2 separate regions of the Mus musculus genome follow, and region 2 is linked to region 1. Evidence: chromatin contacts called from public promoter capture Hi-C data. All regions are on one chromosome and are shown on one strand. The core of a region is the stretch at or near the end of the contact, and the rest is flanking DNA. Distances in the headings are between cores, read along the strand shown.

What was found. Promoter capture Hi-C pulls out the DNA fragments that hold promoters and counts their contacts.
Region 2: a promoter capture Hi-C map of liver shows a contact between it and region 1, with 2.5 times the contacts expected there. The contact joins the promoter of Nynrin here to the promoter of Slc7a8 in region 1. A contact is called at or near these places in 2 of 39 promoter capture datasets (the C10 cell line and liver).

Annotation. Positions count from the first base shown.
Region 1 is chr14:54,779,837-54,786,944 of GRCm38.p6, forward strand. It overlaps Slc7a8 (solute carrier family 7 (cationic amino acid transporter, y+ system), member 8), which reads right to left and starts at 2,050. Exons shown (of 11, transcript NM_016972.2): 1 at 1,344-2,050. The coding sequence starts at 1,491. It also overlaps a transcript of Rnf212b not described here.
Region 2 is chr14:55,852,467-55,860,060 of GRCm38.p6, forward strand. It overlaps Nynrin (NYN domain and retroviral integrase containing), which reads left to right and starts at 1,649. Exons shown (of 8, transcript NM_001040072.1): 1 at 1,649-1,960. The coding sequence starts at 1,763.

The DNA.
Region 1 (7,108 bases), core at 800-3,299:
TAAGGATTTGGAGTAATTAGATAACATTCCATTTTGAAAAGGGGTTGGAAAGAACATGGTCACTGAAGTCGGGGTGGAGAGGTGAAGAGGATTATCTGAATGCTGTACTGATTTTATTTGACTTCAAGGATGTTCTCCAGTGTCACTCTTTCTCTGGTGCCAAATGTCCCTGAGCTGTTCACGGAACACTGTTACACCAACAGAAACTAGTTTATGGGCAGCAAGAAACAGTATACCTTCACCAAGGAACTCCGGAGAGAGAGAACACGGAGACGCGTCTGAGACTGAGAGTCTTGTCGTACTTTCCCTGGGACAAAGCCCTCCACCAAAGATAGCAGACCAAAGCCCCCTTTGGGAGAGAGGGCAGTGATGAGCCACAGCCCAGCACCCATTTGCAGGGCTTCCTTGCAAAGACAAGAGTGTCCTACGTAGGCAAGGGAGTTGTCTCTGGAAGCCCGAGCCTTGCACATGTGCTCTTGGGAAGCGAGACCTATACTGGTTCTCTCTGGATCACCCAGCTCCTCTCCTAAAGAGCTTCCAAGCCAGAGCACACATTTCACCCATGAATTCCTCCTGTACCCCACAATCTACCACCTCCCAGTTCCCGCTAAGAACCTCACAGGGTCTTCTGTGGGTGTTAACAGACAGGCGCCCCCAACTAGGTAACCAGAAAAAAACAAAAAACAAAAAAACAAAAACAAAAAAACCTGGAAAACTCCATTTCAAGAACACAGTCAAGTCAGCTGGTTCTCCCTTCCATATTTTCCTCATCTGAGACAGCTCGGCTGTCACATCTGTTTCACAAGTGCTTCATAGGATGGGCCAGCCTATGAAGAACCATGATTATAAAGCATTTTTATTACTGTTTTTTTACTATTCGAGGCATTACACACCACAGTGCTTCATAACATAAGACAACATAATACTAAATATGCTTCAAACACAGATTCACAGCCTGCAGAGGGTGGCTGCACAGAAGCTAGTTAAAAATCCATGTGTCAGCCCGAATTAGGCTCTCCTGGATCAGAACTGCCTAGTGACAAGCCGGAAAGAATTTGTTACACTTCTAATAAATTCCCAGGCAATACTTGGGACGCAGAGCCTGTATGGTTCCTGACTCTTGTTTGTTCTATTCTAAGGAGAGAACAGCTCAGCCTGGCTTGGCTGAAGCGATGTATGACAGACATCACTTCCATAGCTCCGACTTGACCGGTGCAGTTGGACAACACAAGTCACAGACAAAGCAAAGCTGCCTTTGAGGCTTTGGCGGGGTTAAAGTCCCTCGAAGGACCCCCGGAGAGAGGGTGGGATGGCGCCGGGGGCCGCAAAGGACCTGGACTCACCTACAATGATACCACAGGCGCTGACCAATCCGATCTCTTTCTTCAGGGCTACTCCGCCCCCTCCCGAGCTAGCCTCGGCCTCAGGGCTGGTGTCAGAACCCGGGTGGTTCTTCGCGGTGTTGTTTCGCTGGCGGGCTCCCTTTTCCATCTTTCTCCGTAGGGTTCCGACCACCCAAAGCGAAAAAGAGCAGTCTTTTTCTAAACGCTCGTGCGTGTAAACGTATAGATATGTGGAAAAACAGAGTTTCCAATTAGAACGCCCTTTTCCGAAAACAGAGTGCGCTCCTACCCTCTAAAAGTGACAGCAAATGAGAGTCACACGTGTCACTGCCTAACAAACAAGGGCCGTGTTTTTAAATGGAAGGCAAAGAATATATATATATATAAATACAAAAATAGAACTGTACCAGCGACTCCAGCTGGAATTCTCCGGAAAGCGTTTATCTTCAGAAGCCCAGGATCGCTCTGCTCGGTGTACCGGGCGGCGGCTTGCTCTGGTCAGGATTTCCCTGCAGCCCTCCTAATGAAACAGATCGCCTCCACCTTCCCTTAAGTCTCTTCTACGATGAGGGTAAAAGTAGTTCTTCTTAGCTGAGGGAGCGGAGGAGGAGCCGTGCTCAGGTACTTTCTTGCTCGCCGGCTCTGGATCAGGTTTCCACCTGCTGCGGTCGCCCCTTCCTTCTCGCCCTTGTCGGCTCCGAGCTCCGTGCTCACTCCGCAGATCGCTCCATCTGTGAGGGCAGGGTGGCTGCTGCGCTCGCGAATGTGCTTCCCTTTCGGCTGCGGCGTTTATTTGCGGACCGAGGCTCCGCCCCCCACCTCCTCCATCCTTAAGCCGCATCTCCTCCCTCTTCTTCTATTTAATTATTAGTACCCCCTACCCCCAAAGATCACGGAGGAAGGGGCTTAAAACATTTTCTTTTCTTTTCATAGTGGGAGCAAGGGAAGGGTGGGCCGCAGGGGGAAGTCACTAGCCAAGGCTTCATCTCAGGTCGCACAGCATTTGTGAACTCTATAAGGGCACACGGTTCTGCGGGCTTCTAATGCCTTCAGAAACACACTGGCCAGTGTACTAAGATGTTTAGGTGTGGATCATTTGAGGACAAGGTCGAGAAAGCTGCAGAGATATTGCCATCAAGCTGTTTCATGAAATAGGGGGTGGTTTTGGTGTGTGTGGGGGGGGGCAATGTGGAAGAACTTTAAGCTGAAGAGTTTCTTTTAGGGACTGTCATGAAAGCTAAATAAAATTATGAAGAATATGGGGTAGTTGCAACGTTTTTCCGAAGCAGGATAAGGAGGATTCTGGCCTGCCCCATGACCCCTAATATTTTATCACAAATTATTTGAACTTCAGACAGGAGGTCGTGAGCCCCTCACCGATCATGAAACAGACGTGTTGATGCTAAGAATGGTAATGGTTAAGAATATTAACATTGCACCCCCATTTCCTTGAAGAATGTAATTCAAAACAGTTGCTCCACCTCAAGAACTGTGTCTATTTCTAACTGTAAAGTGCTTTGAAGAAAACAACAACAACAAAACAACCATGAAACAATATTATAGACCATGCTGAAAAACTAAAGTTTTTTTTTACATAGTCTATACAAAATGATTTGATTTTAAAATGAGTCTAAAAAATAAAATTCCAAAGGGCCTGGTGGCACACACATCTTTAATCCGAGCACTTGGGATGCAGAGGCAGGCAGATCTCCTTGAGTTTAAGGCTAGCCAGAGGTCCAAAGTGAAATTCTGTCTCAATAAGACAAACTAAATTCCCCAATCTGACCACTAATTACGCAAATTTGGCTTCACTCATTTTTTTAAGAAAAACACTAAAAAACTTGGACTTTTCAAGAAAATAAAAAAGTTAAGCCCTTTAGGAATGGGGTTGGCTAAGCTATCTAGAACGGCTCTTCCGGATAGGGTAAAGTCCAGACAATGAACGGTCTCCCTTCCCGCCTGCCCCTTGCTCACCCTACTCAGCAAGTATCAAGAGGTTTCAAAGGTTGAGATCTCAACTCCTTCTCCTTTTGCTGCTCTAAGATACAGCAGATTGAAAGCCTCAGCAAAAAGAGAAGAGAGTGGGGGATCGTGTAAATCATTTTCAACAGAGAAAACAGACAAGGTTGGGCTAGATAGCACAAGACTCCCAGGGAGGAAGTGAGGGGACATGGAGGAAAGTGAATTGTCTCTGGTCTTTTTTTAAACAAGCTTAGGAAGCACACGGGGACATTTGATGGTTTCATTATTAAGCAAATCCAATTTGAAGACTTCTGCCCAGATCGCAACATCAAGGGATAAAACCTTTCTGCTTCTCAAATGTGAGTTCTTTCAGTGATACTTTGTCGTTTCCATTTAGATGGCGCAGGCTTAGTGTGTGATGGATTTGGGAATCTCTCCAGAAAGGTGTGCAAACACAGAGTAATGTGCAAGCCTCCAGATCTGAGAAGTTGGAAAATAAAGACAATTACAAGTTCTATAAATCTCGAACCAAACAGATTTGGGGGTGGGTGGGTTCAGTGTGGCACCGAACGGGAAAGGGAGGCTTGTTAAAAACTGATATTTTTGTTTCTTTAGTATTTGGGATTTATGAGTGGTTTGCAGCTGCTTATTGATGGTGAGATATGAAATCTAGAAAATGGATCTCCCTCTTCACAGGGGCCTTTCATTCTTACTATGTCTCTAGGCTGGTGACGTTATCATGGCATAAATGCTGCGTGCCTCAAAAATCCATACAGCTAGTATTGGTCACAAGAAAGAAAGATGTCTCAGTGTAATTCGTCGAGAAAAATTTGTGAAAAAAATTAATGGACATTCCTTATATTTTGGTTACTCAATTCGCAGATCTGGTCCTCATCCATCTTTGTGTTCTAACTTTCCTTTTTGAGTTTAAACACTGCTGTACAACTTTCCTGAACAATGTCTCATTTCCCCCTCTCCATCAGTTTTGAGCCAGGGTCTGGCCTTCACCTCACTATATAGATAAGGCTGGCCTTGAACTCAGAGTGATCTGCCCACCTCTGCCTCCCAAGTGCTGAGATTCAAGGTGCACAGCCCCAAGTCTGGCTAACAAAGCCAATTTTTGTTGTGTTTGTGTTTGTTTTAGACAGGGTCTCCCTAAGTAACCCTGGCTGGCCTGGGACTGGTCATGTAGACCAAGTTAGCCAGATACTCACAGAGCTCTGCTGGGGTTAAGGGAATGTGCCACCAAGCCCAGGTAGACCCAGTTATTCTTGAATATTTATTTTTTATTTTTAAGTTGCTGATTTGAAATGTAGAGCCTTGACAGTCATGGCTCGTCCACTGAGCTAACCCCTCCCCATAGCTTGTATTTTCAGTATTTTAAAATATTAGGCTAAGACTTAAAGAAGTGTCTTCCTAGAGGTCAAACACTGGATTTGGTCCTGGGCAAAGCAGGTTGTTACTGGTTCACACCAAGCTTTCTCAAGACACTGTAACTACTTGTCAATAACCTCTTTCACCGGGAGAGAAACCAAGAGAAACCATGATCAAGGTCTTCTGTTTGTTGCTGGTGATTTGAAATGGGTCACATTCTGTAGCCCAGGCTAGCCTCAGGATCATTTAGCCTCAGGGCCTGGTGTGTTTTGAGTTAATGTTGTAACTTTTTTTTAACTTAAAACACGCATGCCTTTAATCCCAGCACTTGGGAGGCAGAGACAGGTGGATTTCTGAGTTTGAGGCCAGCCTGGTCTACAAAGTGAGTTCCAGGACAGCCAGGACTATACAGAGAAACCCTGTCTCGAAAAACAAAAAAAACAAAAAAACCAAAAAAAACAAAAAAAAAAAAACAAAACCAAAACAAAACAAAACAAAAAAAACAGAAAAAAAAAAAAAGAAAAAAGAAAAAGGTTTAAGACATTTTTGATGTTGGCACTTCTAATCTGTCCAGTGAAACTCGTGGGCCTTAACCTAGCCTCCTGACATTTACCACTGCATTTATACACACCTCTCTTTTGGATATTTCTCAAAGCACTTACTTTTAGTACAGTCCTATTTCCAGTAACTTGGAGACTGGTTTCATAATTTTGCTTGTTGAAAATAAGAAATTGGTCCCTTTAACAAGGAAAGATGTTTGCTGGAAGGGTCATTTCCTTGCAAATACTCATGATCTTAGAGAAAGGTTGTGTGTGGCTGACACCTACTGACTCCTTTGTCAAAAAGGAGTGGGCAGGGGTGGGGGCACACCACTGCAATAGTGGGCCTGCTGGTTGTCCCCTTGAGAAAGGGCTGATAAAACGTGTTAGCACAAAAGAACAGCGCATGCAACCAAGCCACTCTATTCCTGGCTTGCTTTGTTTCGGGACCTAACTGCACTTTATTCTTGGTCTTTGTGAGGGAGCTGTGAAGTCAGGTCACTAATGAGGGCCTGACTGCCCCCTTTGAGCCATTTCACAGCCCTTGCTGTGCGCTCTTCTTATACAGGGTTGTCCAAAGCCAGAAAGAACCTTTCTTCAAAGCTAAGCCCACAGACTGGGCATGAAAGCTCAGGTCTATAATCCCAACACACAGGAGGCTGAAACCAAAGCATTGATGTCAGTTCAGGACAATCTGGGGTATAGTGTGAAACTTTCTCAAAATACGTACATGGTTATGTAAATAAGTAAAACTAAAGCTATGACTAGGTATGGTGGAACATGGGTATCTCAGTACTAGAGATACTAAGTACTAAGTACTAGAGATACTCAGTACTAAGTCTGGGGGATCTCGAGGCAGCTTAGGCTACTTAATGTGTTAAATCAAGCCTGGGATACACATCAAAACCCGTCTGTAAAATCAAACAAACAAGCAAAAAAAAAAAAAAAAAAAAAAAAAAAACCCAACCACTAGTCCTTGCAGAGAACAAAGGCTCAGTTCCTAGCTCTGGTGTGGCAGCTCACAAGCACTTGTAACTCCATTTCCAGAGGATACATCGCCCTCTGCTGGCCTACACAGGAACTGCATGCATGTGGTGCATAGACACACATGCAGGCAAAACACCATACACATAAAATGAAAAGTTTTTTTAAAAAGGCAAATGAATCTCCCCAATGTGGTGTACAACACTGGGTTGGCAAGGCAGGAGGAATGGGGTCTCCCGGCCAGAGTTGGCTCCATGGTGAACCCTGTTCCAACAAACAAGAACTCCATATGTAATTCAGGTCTAGCACCTGAATAAAGCTCTGAATTTAGTGGATAAATTCATCTGCGCACCGTGGATAAAGCTCTGAATTTGACCTCCAGAACCACAAAACGAAACAAAATCATTGCAAAGACATGACTCTTTATCTTGGGCAAACATAATAAAAACCACTTGTGGGAGAAGTCTCTATATTTAAGTACTCAGTACTGGAGTCGCCGAAAGCCTTAAAAGTTACTAGGGCCCCACGACAGACTGGGCAGGGACAGGAGTCAAGGACACATGACAGGAGCAGGGAATGTGCCTGTGTTTCTTTCTCACCGGAGCTGGGCTGAATTTCTGGAACCCGGCCAAGTGCAGCAGACAGAGGGATAATTTTCTGGAATTTTTTGTCTCTGGTGTCAGGGCAAGGGTTCATCTTCTCCACCAGAGCATGAGTTAACTACCCCTCGTAACAACACAAAGGCTTCTCCATCCACAGTCTCCGGACCCCATAAGCTTCGGAAGAGACAACTTCCTTTGAACGTGGCGTCATGCCCAGGAGGCAGAGGGTGACTGCAAAGGGCCTACTCATCTGAGGGAACGCCTTCATTTCATCTTTCTTTCTGACTGGTGTTTGCCTTTTCTT
Region 2 (7,594 bases), core at 399-2,898, 1.1 Mb after region 1:
AAAGAATTTAGCATCACTAACAGAAGGGGTGGGGAGAGGCTGTGTGGCTCCCTTGCTCCTGGAAGGGAAACTGAGGCACACCCTTCCATCCTCTTCTGAGTCAGGGCCTCTGGGCTCAGCCTTCTGCAAACCCGGAGTTTCTGATGTGCCCTGCCAAGCCTGCCTTTTGATAGTACAATTAAAGGCAGGGAAAGTGGAGAGAAGTGGGGTCACTCAGACAGCCTCTGACTTCAAAGCCTTCTGGAGGGGCAGGGTTGAAGAACTCGTTACCCAGAACCCCACAGACCCACCTTTTATTTCTCTGAATTCCATTCCAGGGATGAGACCTTGTAAAGGTGGGGCTTGACCATCCAGTCTAGTCTGGCAGTAACCTGAATCTTTTCCCCCTGGGCCCCTTCTGCACAGCGTGCACCTCCCCACTGGCCTGCATACATACACACATCGGTGGCTCTGTAACACCGATGTCCTAGGAAAGGACTCAGTTTAAAAAAAAAAATAGCTGTCCTTTGTTCCCGTGGGTCAGGTCATACTTGTGTCTGTCAGACTGTGACTCTTGGTTTGTTTGGAAAGTAAGGTTCTCTCGAGGCCCCAGCTGCAGACTGTGCCTTCCCAGTGCCAGGCTACTTCAGGCTACAAGACCACATAAAGTGTTCTTTGTACTGAGCATGTCTCCAAGGCAGCTCGGGTTTTGAGAGTGTCCCCAGCCCAGGGCTAGTCTTGGACCACTGATGCCAACCATATGGCTGTGGATAAGGATGATTGGAGACCCTACCTCCCACTGGCTCCTCACACTCTAACTCACACTTGCTAAAAAAAGGGGTTCTCCTAAACAACCCGAGCCTGAAAACTCTGGCAGCTAACCCCCTGCCCCTCCAGCCCTGGGGGGCTTCCGCAGGGCCTGGGCCTAGAGCCAGTTCCAGGCGGTCCCCAGACTAGAGTGGGGGTGGGGGTCAGAGCTGTAACCCTTTACGTCCTGCTTGGTCTCCAGCCCATAGTTTCTACAGGCCCTAGCCTCTGTGGTCTCTCCACCCCATTTTCCCTTAACCCTTTCCTGCCACAAAGAGATGGGTGTAGTAAAGGGTTTTCAAGGGAAGTCCAGACGACCAAGGATCATGTGTGTGTGTGTGTGTGATGTGTTTGTGTGTGTGCGTGTGGTGTGTATGTGGTGTGTGTGCGCGTGTGGTGTGTATGTGGTGTGTGTGTGTGTAGAACACTGCTTGGAATCTAAAACCAGGGTCTCAGAGATCAACTCTTCAATCCTTCCTTTTCCTTCCTTCGAGGAAGGAACTTTGACCCCTGAACACAAAACTTGGGTGGAAGGCAGTTGCTTCCAAGACCCTGTTTGGCCCTCTCCCTCCCGCCCAGCCTCCTCTCCTTCCCTCCCTCAGTCTCCAGCGCCCCTTTAAGCCATCCAGCAGCTCAGGCGAGTTTATCCAGGGGGCCTGGCTTCGAGGTCGAAGGGGAGGAGGGGGTGGTGGTTGAGGGGGAGGAAGGGCGGCGGGAATCCGCTCGGTCCCACCCCTAGCTACAACCCTTAGCAGGAAGGGTTTGTCTCCCGTGCTGCGGCGGAAAGGGACGGAGCTGGGAGGGCGGGCGCGGAGCGCTGGCGGGTGGGTCGCAGAACCCACAGCAGGGAGGCGGTGGCGGGGGGCGCGCCTCAAGGAGGGGAGGCGTGGCTTAGGCTGCAGGGCTAGGTGGCTGGGGGCCTCGGTGCTGGGACCCGTGACACTTCTCACGCTTTCCAGGGGCCGGAGGGACAGCCATGCTTTTGTCGGGGGGTAAACCCCCAGCGCAGGAATGGTTCATGGTGCAGACAAAATCGAAGCCCCGGGTACACCGGCAGCGGCTGCAAGTCCAGCGCATCTTCAGGGTCAAGGTGACCGCTTTCCAGAGCCGTCCTGACACCCCTTACTTTTGGCTGCAGCTGGAGGGGCCCCGGGAAAATACGGGCAAAGCCAAGGTAAACAGCTTCGTTTTGTTCTTTCCTTTCCCTCCTAGTCAGATCCTCTCCCTCTCTCCTGAACAGTCAAGAGTCCCCAGAGGTGTTGAGCTTGTCCTGCTGTTTGGCTTGCAGGGTCTGGGCCTCCCTCCCTCCAGATCTGCGGGGCCCCTGCTCTGTCCCTCTGCTTCCTTCTTTCCCTTCTGCCCCACCCCTCTCTTACATGTCACTTCTGTCCTTTAAGTGTGCTGAGAGAACCTCTGCTGAGAGTCTCTTTCTACCAGCCTTCTCTGGTCAGAAACAGGCCCAGATTTTCCATCTTGGGATCAGTTTAAGGGCCTGCATTTTTGTGGCCTCTGCAACATATGTCTTTGTTCTCACCAAGACACTGGAAGGCCTCCGTTCTTTCTGTCTGCTTAAATCCTGGGCGGTTTCTCTGAGTACTGGGACCAGAGGAGGGCCCTAGAGACACTTGTAGAGTGGCGTTGGCAGTTTATAGACGAAGCAGTAGGACTCAGAGAGAGAGAGAGAGAGAGAGAGAGAGAGAGAGGGTGAGGGTCTGCCTCAGTCATCAGAGTCAGGAAGGAGTAGGTTGGTGGAGGTTGTAGAACCTAGGACCCTGCCGGCAGAGTAGGATGCATCTGTTCTGGAAGGCAGTGCCTTGGGATGCCAGGGAATCATGGACGTTGAGATGAAAGGGCCTGCTGTATGGAGCTGGATATTGGAGAGGCCAGGTTGCAGCTTGTCCCTTTTACGCTCATCTTGGCTTCTCTGCCTGGGCTCCTCCCTCTGGTTCAGTCACACCCAAGGGCCCCCTACTCCCTCAGATTCCCTTATCTTCTCCAGTAGGAATGCTCTGGACTCCCTTCTCTCGGATACAAGCTAGTCTTTAACCCTTTGGCTGAAGCTCTACCCACATCTCAGTTGGTCAGGGCCTAGGTAGGGGAGGCCCGGAACACAGCCAGCAGAAGGAAGGGGAGGCTGGGAAATTTCTCCCTAAACACGCCCATTAAGCTGCTGCATCAGCACTTTTCCAGTTCTGACAGAGGTGCTGGGGGAGGGGAGAGGTGTCTGCCCAGAGAACAGATGTGCAGGGCCCCTTAGTTTCAGAGGCTGGTGTAGGATAAGCTAAGAAGAGGCTTTTGGGTTCTTTATGTTCTTAATTTTTTTCCGTTACTGTTAAAGTACCACAGCTCAGCCTTCATGGAGAACTAATCAGCTGACCAGGGCCTCCCTAAAGATGGAGACTGAACCCAGGGCCTGTGCATACCACAGAGGCCCTCTGCCACTGAGCCACTTACTCCCCCTGGGCCCCTGAAGAGCACTGCTTGAGATGCTCCACTTTGTGTTTCTTGTTTAAACTTCAAGTCAGCTTCAAGCTTGTCAGCATCACAGCCTCTTTGGGCTATAGTTTTTTACCCCTGAGTTTCTCACTCCAAGCCCTGCTAAGTGGATCCAGGGGCTCTGTCAGTTTCCTCTTGTGTCCCTCTTTGCCCCAGAGAGAGGCATTGTTGAAGGTGGGAACAGCTTGCAGGGATTCTGGGTAACTTCCTTTCTTGGTGGGGACAGAAGGAAGAAAAGGAGGGGGAGGGGGTGAGGGCAAGGGACAGTGGAATGTGGGGAGGATAAGGTCTGGATTTGACACGTTTCCATATCATAGCCCAAATAGAGAAGCATAGTTTGAAGAGGCCCTGGTCTAATAATTCAGCCATCTTGAAACTTTTTTTCCTCATTTGTGAAACAATGTAATAACACTCTTCTCATGTAAGAATTGTGAGGGCCAACTGAAAGAATGCCTGCTCAAATACTTTGGCAAAACATAAAGAACAACACGGGGCAGAAGTTAGGTGCTGCTGTTAGTAACTAGCTTTATAAGGGACCAAGTCTTTCTCCCTAGCTTGATGTCTTGTAAGCTGAAGGGCTTTGATGACCTGCTATGTGAGCCTTTCCTATTATGAGGATGCCTTGTCAGGAGGATGCAGTGTGGCCGACTCCAATCGTAGCTCTAGGGACCTGGAGTTTTGCCTTCTGGTTGTTGCCTTCCATACATCTCTTGGGAGAGATGGAGGAAGAACCGTGAGGTTGTTTGTTCTGGTCTCTGTGGAAGAAGGGTCAGGAAAGATGCAGGCTCACCTAAAGTAGAATCCAGTATGTTTTTATATTATTTGTGCTTGCTTTTTGAAAACAAAAAAAAATCAAAAAACAAAACTCTGTTAAACTTGTGTTTTAAAGTTCTTATGCAGTGGCAGGATTTCGGAAATATCAGAAATGGTGCTGTGTATCACATCCCAGGTAGGAAAACAAATCCGGGGGAAACTGGCTCCCCTGAGGCGAAATTACCAAGTGGAGAGGGGAGTTGAACAGTGGCTCAGTGAGCCCCACATTGAACCTGGCATCCCTTCTGCCCCATTCTGCATAAAGGACTATGAGGATGGGTTGAGTGTCACCAGACAGGACAGGCAACTTGGTTACTTCTCTTGTTTTTGGAGAAGATGGATATAGGTGATGGGGAATCTGAAGACAGCGGTAGTGGAGGTGGCTTCTGGAGTCTCTGCTGTGAGATGGAAGTTGGCATGTCAATGGCACTCAGTGAGCAGGGCCGTGGAAATTGATTGTGGTCAGGTGTGTGCTGGGTTTGGCTCTCACAAACTCATTGTTAGAATTTTAGGAACTTTGCAAGCTACTGGAGAGCTATCTATTTACAGCCACCGTGAGAATATTTACACCGCAGACGTTGGCAAGTGCTCTAAATCAGGGTTGTACACCTTCCCTGTGAGCTGATTAGGAAATGTTTGCCTACAAATCTGTGTCGTCACTGAGAACCTAATCTCTTTTTGTTTAAATATAAATTTAAAATTATTATTATTATTACTATTTTAATTTAAATTTTTATTTGTTGTTTTCGGGACAGAGTTTCTCTGTGTAACCTTGGCTGTCCTGGAACATGTGTAATTTCTTTTTCCTGTTACTGCACGTGAGGGGTTAGCTCCCTCACACCAACACTCCCTCTTCCTTTCCAACATGTTTGGTCTCAGTTCTCTAAACCTATCTTTAGGGTTTGCTCCATCATGCCTCTACACTCATCATCCAGGTAGGACATACTCTGGGGCCTTTGTTTTCTTTTTGCTTTTATGGTTTAACCAAGGTTAAAACTCCTTTCTAAATTGCTTGCCTTTCTATGTAGAGATTGCCGATGCTTAAACCTTCTCCTAGCTCCTCACAGCATTCCTTTCCCTGAGGAAAACCATTATAAAGAAGCAGGCTTCACTTGAGCCTGTAGTGGTACCAAGTGTCACAGTGAGTGCAGACGGCAGCGGAGGAGGCCTCTTCCCTTCAGAGGAGCTGAGGCTACAGGAAAGGCAGGGCAGGGATCTCATTATCCACTTAGGAGCACATCCTGGTGACCTCACTTCCTTTCACTAGACCCCACATCCTGAGGTCCCACCATCTACCGAGAGGGTCCATCAGAGGACAGGTCCCTACAAATGGGATTTGGAAGGACATTCCAAACTCTAGCAGCCAGCCTATGTAGCTGCAGGTAGTCTCTTGTGGACAGCCCTGGCTTTAGGCTCCTTGAGCTGTCTGTCACCTTGCGGCTTCCGTTTATGTTTACGGGTCTCCTGGCATCTGTTATCTTGTTCTTTGTTAAATCCATTCTCTTTCCTGGGTTGGTGGAGCTCATCCATTTGTAGTTTCCTTTTCTCTCCCTTTCCTCTCGCTTGTTTCTTCTCTTTTCTTTTGATAGTGTCTAGTTATGTGGATGTAGCCCAGGCTAGCATCACCTTAGCATGTAGCTTAGGCTGGTGTCTAGCTCACAACCTTCCTGCTCCAGCACTCATCAGTGGTTTTATCGAGTTAAAAAGACAGTGCCCCAGCAGAGGGAATGCTGAAGCAAGAAGTGGTTTGCTTCCCGAGCCACACGCAGTATGAATGAGTTGGATCCTATACAGGCAGTTGCTGTCAGTATTCAGTAGTGATGGTAGAGCAGACAAATACATCCTTAGGCTCCTCTTGATTATCTCCAGGACATTGTTTAGCTCTTTTCTCAGTTTCTTTTTTTTTGTGTGTGTGTTTGTTTTGAAGATTGCTCTGTAGAGCTGCTATGCTCTGCCTGTCCCTACCAAGATCTATGTTACAATTTAACTGGAATCATAAGGGTAGTAAGAGGGATGGCTGTTAAGAGGCGGGTTGTGCCCAGTGTGGTGGCATACGCCTTTAATCCCAGCACTTGGGAGGCAGAGGCAGGCGGATTTCTGAGTTGGAGGCCAGCCTGGTCTACAGAGTGAGTTCCAGGACAGCTGGGGCTACACAGAGAAACCCTGTCTCGAAAAACCAAAAAAAAAAAAAAAGAGGTGGGTTGCTTATGATGACATGGGCCAGTTATACGTGTGGGGGCTCTCCTGTGTGTTCTCTGTCTCAGCATGGGCTGATGCTGGTGCAGTGCTCTTGGGTTTCACAGTCTCTAAAACCTGGAGCCAAATGAAATTATGCTTAATTTAAATGACCCAACATGTGGTATTTTGTTAAGGCGGCAGAGAATGGATTAAGTGTATAAAACATTTGTATATAATATATATATTATCTATAAGTATATTTTCCCCCAGGACTCAGGCTTTTTCATGGAGCCGCATGCTACCCCATATTGCCCAGGAGGAAAGATGTGTTGTAATCTACACGTTCAGGTTGCTTATTTGAAGGTCACCTGATTGGTAGTTTAGCTGGTATTGAGTGAAAAGGGAAACATTTCCTTCTGTAATGTGTAGACATCACCCTATTGACATCTAGCGTCTGAGAAGCCCGAGGCTGCTCTTGTCCTGCTCCTCCGACTGAGATGGTTTCCCTTGAGCAAGCTTGTAGTGTTCTCCAGCTGGCTGCGTCTTCTCAGTGAACCTGCTTTGTGTGGACATCTGTCTTTATTTCCCATGTTGCTTGCTTCTCCCTCCACCTTCCTCCTGGACTTCATGGTCTTCGTTCTGCCTGGGGGACTTGGGGCTGCTGGCCCTTGCCACCCCGTTACCCTCTTGGGTTCCTGTCTAGATAAGCTTTCTGCGGGCTCTTTACCTTTCTCCTATGGTTTGCTTTTTCCGCTTTCTAAAATGTTTATTTGGCTATGTATTCTATGTATGAGTGCTTTGCCTCCATGTGTTCCTGCACACGAGAAGAGGGCATCAGATCCAGTGATAGACAGTTGTGAGCCACCATGTGGTTGCTAGGAGTTGAACCCAGGTCCTCTGGAAGAGCAGCCAGAGCTCTTAACCACTGAGCCATCTCTCCAGTTCCCAGCTTTTTCTATTTTCTAAGTTTGGCTTTTTATTTTTAGTCTTTCTATGTAGCCCTGGATGTCCCAGGACTTGTTGTGTAGACCAGGCTGGCCTTGATACAGCTTCCTCTGCCTTCTAGTGCTGGGATCGAGCACTGGCTAACAGGCTAACTCTGGCTTTTTTTTTTTTTTAAGAATTATTTACTTTATGTACATGAGTAGTACACTGTAGCTGTCTTCAGACACATCAGAAGAGGGCATTACAGATGGTTGTTTGCTGGGATTTGAACTCAGGACCTCTGAAAGAGCAGTCAGTGCTCTTAACCGCTGAGCCATCTCTCCAGCCCTAACTCTGGCTTTTTTTTTGCTTGACTATCTTTCAACCCTTTCGTTGG